Linked DNA regions of Mus musculus: region 2 is linked to region 1. The links are chromatin contacts, called in public HiChIP or PLAC-seq maps. All regions are on one chromosome and are shown on one strand. The core of a region is the stretch at or near the end of the contact, and the rest is flanking DNA. Distances in the headings are between cores, read along the strand shown. Region 1 overlaps Tdrd5 (tudor domain containing 5). Region 2 has its middle 22 kb from the start of Abl2.

Region 1 (2,700 bases), core at 27-2,526:
GGGACAAGTTCCCCTTGCCAGTGTCCCTTCCTGGTGCCTGGCACACGGCCCACTCAGGGGCAGTGGTCCCACACTGTAACCACTCTGACTGTTTCAGGTGGACCGCTTTCATCAGTCAGAAATTCGTGTTTAGTTCAACCAGACAAGAAAACAGAAGCTAACCCTTGGACTTCCAGTCTCTCCAGAAATTCACTATCCACTGTAGCAGTTAAGAAGACCACGTGGGATTGCCCTTTGAAGAACCAGAAGGAGCCAGAACAGAAGATATACAAGAAGCCTAATCTGGTGGTCAAGCCTCTGCAGCTGGTGAGTGGGTAGTGTGTTACATTGTGTTACATTGCGTTACATTGTGTAGGAGGCTCAGTAACCGAGTGAATGCCTCTTTAAACCAGGTGCTCGCTAGAAAAAAAAATAAATCTAGGGACACCTGTCCTTGGAAAAGACCAGTTCTTTTTTGTGGCATTTTTCTGTTTTTTCATTTCCCACACTCGTGGTGTTAAAGTTTTTTGGGTGCCTGAAATGTAAGTTCCCTGACAGCACTGTAAATGTCTCTATTAGTGAGCCTTAAGGTCGAGGCTGGAAAGCCTGGGGCTTTAGAGGGTGCAGAGCCTGCTTTGGCCCAGCCTCGGCCCTGGCCCTGTTCCCTGTTCCTCTGTTGTTTACTTAACTCTTCTCCTTCATGACAGCCTCCCACGGTTCTTTCTGTGTTTGCGTCTCTGCTTGTGACTTTTTTGTTCCTCACTCTAACAGGCTCTTCACTGGGATGAGCAGTTTAAGAGCCTGCTGTTTTTTTCTTCAGGACAATAGGAAGAAGGCCTAGAGGAAAGAGCAAGTGTTAGGATGAAAGTGCTGCAAAACCTTTTGATGGAAAAGTCCCTAAGATCCATCTACTAAAGTTACCCTTGACTAAGGGTAGGGTTAGGTAGGAGGACCTGCCGTACTCCACCTGAATGTCTCCCCTTTTTCTTGGGGACACTTGCCTAACACTCTTAACTTTTTGGCCAATATTTCCATAATGGAGTACTTGAAGGATGTCTTTAAGTGGTGGCTGTAAATGGTATTTTAGCATTCTAAAGCATTCTCAGTCATGAATCTGCCTTGAGCCCAGGGACTGCAATAAGGCTGATTCGTGAAAGAGTTTGAGGGATTTGAAATGTCCCTTTAATGTCTTTCTACGGTTTCTTTCTCTCCCTGCCTTCCCTGTAGCAGGTAGAAACAAACAAACCGCAGCTCAGCCTGTCAGTGGCAAACCACGATATCCCACCAGACGCTGTGCGTGCCAAGAAATTGTGCAGACTTCCTCCATTAGATACCAGCACCCTTGTGGGGGTCTTCGTGGAGTATATAATCTCCCCTAGTCAGTTCTACATCCGGATCTACAGCAGAGATTCCTCAGAACTACTTGAAGACATGATGATTGAAATGCGGTAGGCGCCTCCTGCCCTCACTGTTCCAGCTTAGCTTTAATCAGGAGTTCTCAGATGAGTTGGTCTTGGGACTCCTAAACTAACAAAAAGCTTTTGCTTACTGATGCTTATCAGACAGAAACTTAAACTGCAAAAATTAAAATACCTGTTTTAAAAATCCATGTGAGGTATGATAAATAACATTTTCATGAAAAATAGCTATATTTTTCTAATCCAAGCATGTGCAATAGTCCTTCATATCGATATACCAAGTATATTCCAAATCCCTTTGTAGATACTCAAACTATGAGTTGTACCAAACTCTCTATGTATCTGTATGTATCTATGTGACTTCCTGCCTTTGTGTAATCAAGGGCAAGAGCACATAGTGGTGTACCTACCTCCTGCCTACCTGGAATCGGCACACATTCAGCCCATGTGCAGTCAGACACAGACCCTTCCTATGTGCAGCCAGGGGCAAGCAAGCTTGTCTAGAGAAGCGAAAACACTTGTTATCTTTAAAATACAAGAGCAGGCAATTACAAGAATAACCCCTGGCAGTCTGGAAGTTGTCTGTCCTTGGGCAAGTAGAATTTATAGGTTAGAGGCACGTTGTTTGTTTTGTAGTTTTTTTTAAGCATAGGAATTTTAAACTTTAAAGTAAAGTGTAATCTTTATCATCACATTAGTAGTTTTAATGCAAATGGTATTACATTGAAAATCAACTACTGCCGGGTGGTGGCACGCCTTTAATCCCAGCACTTGGGATGCAGAGGCAGGTGGATTTCTGAGTTCGAGGTTAGCCTGGTCTACAGAGTGAGTTCCAGGACACCCAGAGCTACACAGAGAAACCCTGCCTCGAAAAACAAAAAAAACAAAAAAACAAAAGAAAGAAAATCAACTACTTTTTTTTATTGTTGTTGTTTTGTTTTTGGAGACAGGGTCTCACCATGTAGACCAGGCTGGCCTCAAGCTCACAGATACCCTCTTACCTCTACCCCCCAAAGTACTGGCATTTAAGGTGTGTGCTGCCCTGCTTGGCTTGGTTGTTATTTTTTTTTTAAAGATTTATTTATTTATTATATGTAAGTAGACTGTAGCTGTCTTCAGACACTCCAGAAGAGAGCGTCAGATCTTGTTACAGATGGTTGTGAGCCACCATGTGGTTGCTGGGATTTGAACTCTGGACCTTCAGAAGAGCAGTCGGGTGCTCTTACACACTGAGCCATCTCACCAGCCCCCTTGGTTGTTATTTTTAAAAGATGATTCTGTTATGTGTCTGTGTGGGAGTGTG
Region 2 (2,700 bases), core at 106-2,605, 250 kb before region 1:
AGGTGTATATGCAGATAGAGCACTCAGACATTAAATAAGTAAATACATCTTAAATGACCCTCTAGGTATTTAACATATACAAACAAGGCTGAAAACTGGGGAGTCAGTGCTTTTAAGAACAGTTTACATTTAGTTTCTATTTGGAGAGGTATGCGTGCACGGGCATGTACCACAATGTCTGAGCAAAGATGAGAAGATAGCTTGCAGAAGCCATTTCTCTCTCTCTCCATCATGTTTCAGGGATCAAACTCACGTTGCCAGGACTGGTAGCAAGCACCTCTACCCACTGAGCTATCTTGCCAAGCCCTCATTTTGTTTTTGGGTTTGCTTGTTTGTTTTCTATTTTTGAGACAAAGTCTTGCTTTGTGGCTCGGGTTGTTCTCAGATTCACTGTCCCCCTTTCTCTGTGTCTTAGATGGGGTGCCTATCGCCGTGATACAATACTGTGACCAAAAGCTGCTTGGGGAGAAAAAGGTTTATCTCCTCTCACAACTACCAGAGCACACAGGGAACTCAGGGAGGGGACTCAAAGCAGGAACATGGAAGTAGGAACTGACATAGCAGAAGCTAGGGGGGCAGGGGGACATTGCTTACTTCTTGCTCCAGGTTTGTTCAGCCTGCATTCTCATACAAGGCAGAACCATCTGTCCAGGGTTGGCACTGGTGGCCCGAGGTGCCCTCAGTCCACCCACAACAATCATTAATCCATGAATGGCTCCCAGGGCTTGCCTTAGGTCCATTTTATGGAGCGTTTTTCTCATTCACGATTCCGTCTTCTCAGATATAGCTAGGTTTGTGTCGAGCTGACAAAAAGGAACCAGCATAGTCTGCTTCCCAAGTTCTGTGACCACAGGCACTGTGCTGTCACGCACAGCCTTATGGGCCCTCTTAAAAGAATCTTTGCATTGCTGGGTGTGTGGTGCACACCTTTGAGCCCAGTGAATGGCAGGCAGAAGCAGGGGGATCTCTATGAGTTCAAGGCTTATCTAAAAAAATAAATATCTTTTATTATTTGACATCATTTTTCCTTTATTGTACTTAGATAAGTAGAGAGTAGAGACTTGGATTGTACTTAGATAAGAGAGAGTAGCATGGGATAGGACTAGATAGAAAGCCACAAGAAAGGGGAGAGGAATAGGGGTAATGGAGGGATGAAAATGACCAGAGTACTGTGTATACATGTATGCCACAGGGATAAATACTTTTTAAAAAAGGAATTTATATGGGCTGTGTGGAAGTTTGAATGAAGGTGGCCTAGAGGTTCATAGGACTGGCACTATTAAGAGGTGTGGCCATGTTGGAGTAGCTGTGGGGTGGCTGGAGGAAGTAGGTAGGCTTTGAGGTTTCAGAAGCTCAAGCAAAGCCGAGTGTCTCAGTCTTCTTTCTTACTGCCTGCAGAGCCAGATGTAGAACTCTCAGCTCCTCCTCCAGCTCCATGTCTGTTTGTATGTGGCCATGCTTCCTGCCTTGACAATAATGGACTAATCTATAAGCCAGCCCCAGTTAAGCGGTTTTCTTTGTAAGGGTTGCCATGGTCATGGTGTCTCTTCACATCAATAAAACCCTAACTAAGACAGGGTGTTCACTAGTGGTGCAAGGGGTGAAAAGACATCCAGACAGGATGGAGGTTGCTAAAGAGAAGCTCTGATGAATGGGATTTGAGGAATAGGTTTGGGCGATAGCATTTCCCCTCACATCTGTACCCTTTAAAATAATAATAGTTACTTACTGGGTGCTGGTCACTGTGCTTCAGATACTAAGCATTTATACACGTCTTTTTAAAACCTAATAATAAACCCATGTGCTATTATTATCCCAGTTCTCAGACAGGAAACTCAAGGCAGCCAAAATACTCAGTCAATAAATAGCAGCACCATGGGATTTTTGTTTGTTTGGTTTGGTTTGGAGATTTTTTTGTTTTGTTTTATTTTGGTTTGGTTTTGGTTTTTCAAGACAGGATTTCTCTGTGTAGCCCTGGCTGTCCTAGAACTCACTCTGTAGACCAGTCTGGCCTCGAACTCAGAAAGCGTCTGCCTCTGCCTCCTGAGTACTGGGATTAAAGGCCTGCGCTGCCACTGGTCAAGGAAATCTGTTTTTATGAGAACTGCTATAGTGCAAGTGTTTGTCACACTCTTCTGTGTGATCTTGCAAGCGCCAGCAAGCTCTTAATGTAGCTTTTGGGTTTTTTGTTTTGTTTTTATTTTTACTTATTTTTGTGGTACCTGGAATAAAACTGAGGGCCTTTACAAGCAAGGCAAGGGTTCTACCGCTAAGTCCTACCCCAGCTCTGATGTTGCTGTTTTATTTTATTTATTTTTGTGAGTATTTGTGTAGACGTGCTATGTACGGCACTTGTGGAGGTCAGAGAACAATTTCCAGAAATTAGTTCTCTTCTTCCAGTCCTGGGTCCTGCAGATTGAATTCTGGCCATGAGCATGGCTGCAGGCACCTTCAACCGCTGAGTTGACTTGCCTGCTCTGTGTAGAGGTTTAAATAGTCATGCTTTCTCCTCACTCTTCTCTTCTGCACCCCCCCACTTCTTCCTTGTTACTATTCTTTTCTTTTTAGATTTAAAAAATTACTTTTAAAATACTCGACAATTTCGTATATTAATACACGTATAAGCCGGGCAGTGGTGGCATACGCCTTTAATTCCAGCACTTGAGAGGCAGAGGCAGGCAGATTTCTGAGTTTGAGGCC

What was found. HiChIP or PLAC-seq counts read pairs in DNA pulled down with a chosen protein or histone mark.
Region 2: an H3K27ac HiChIP or PLAC-seq map of T-cell acute lymphoblastic leukemia shows a contact between it and region 1, with 4 times the contacts expected there. The contact joins two enhancer-like sites. A contact is called at or near these places in 1 of 115 datasets of contacts at active chromatin or transcription factors (T-cell acute lymphoblastic leukemia) and 2 of 9 other capture datasets (adipose tissue and pancreatic islet).

The regions. Positions count from the first base shown.
Region 1 is chr1:156,282,992-156,285,691 of GRCm38.p6, reverse strand. It overlaps Tdrd5 (tudor domain containing 5), which reads left to right. Exons shown (of 18, transcript NM_001134741.1): 8 at 98-306; 9 at 1,207-1,427. Among named protein-coding and RNA genes, the nearest start is that of Tdrd5, 19 kb to the left of the region's middle. Within about 2 kb of position 1,276, at least 23 of the 459 cell types and tissues checked have an H3K27ac peak or open chromatin away from gene starts, as enhancers often do. A contact at or near this core is called in T-cell acute lymphoblastic leukemia, where this site is marked.
Region 2 is chr1:156,535,871-156,538,570 of GRCm38.p6, reverse strand. No RefSeq gene overlaps it. Among named protein-coding and RNA genes, the nearest start is that of Abl2, 22 kb to the left of the region's middle. Within about 2 kb of position 1,355, at least 17 of the 459 cell types and tissues checked have an H3K27ac peak or open chromatin away from gene starts, as enhancers often do. A contact at or near this core is called in T-cell acute lymphoblastic leukemia, where this site is marked.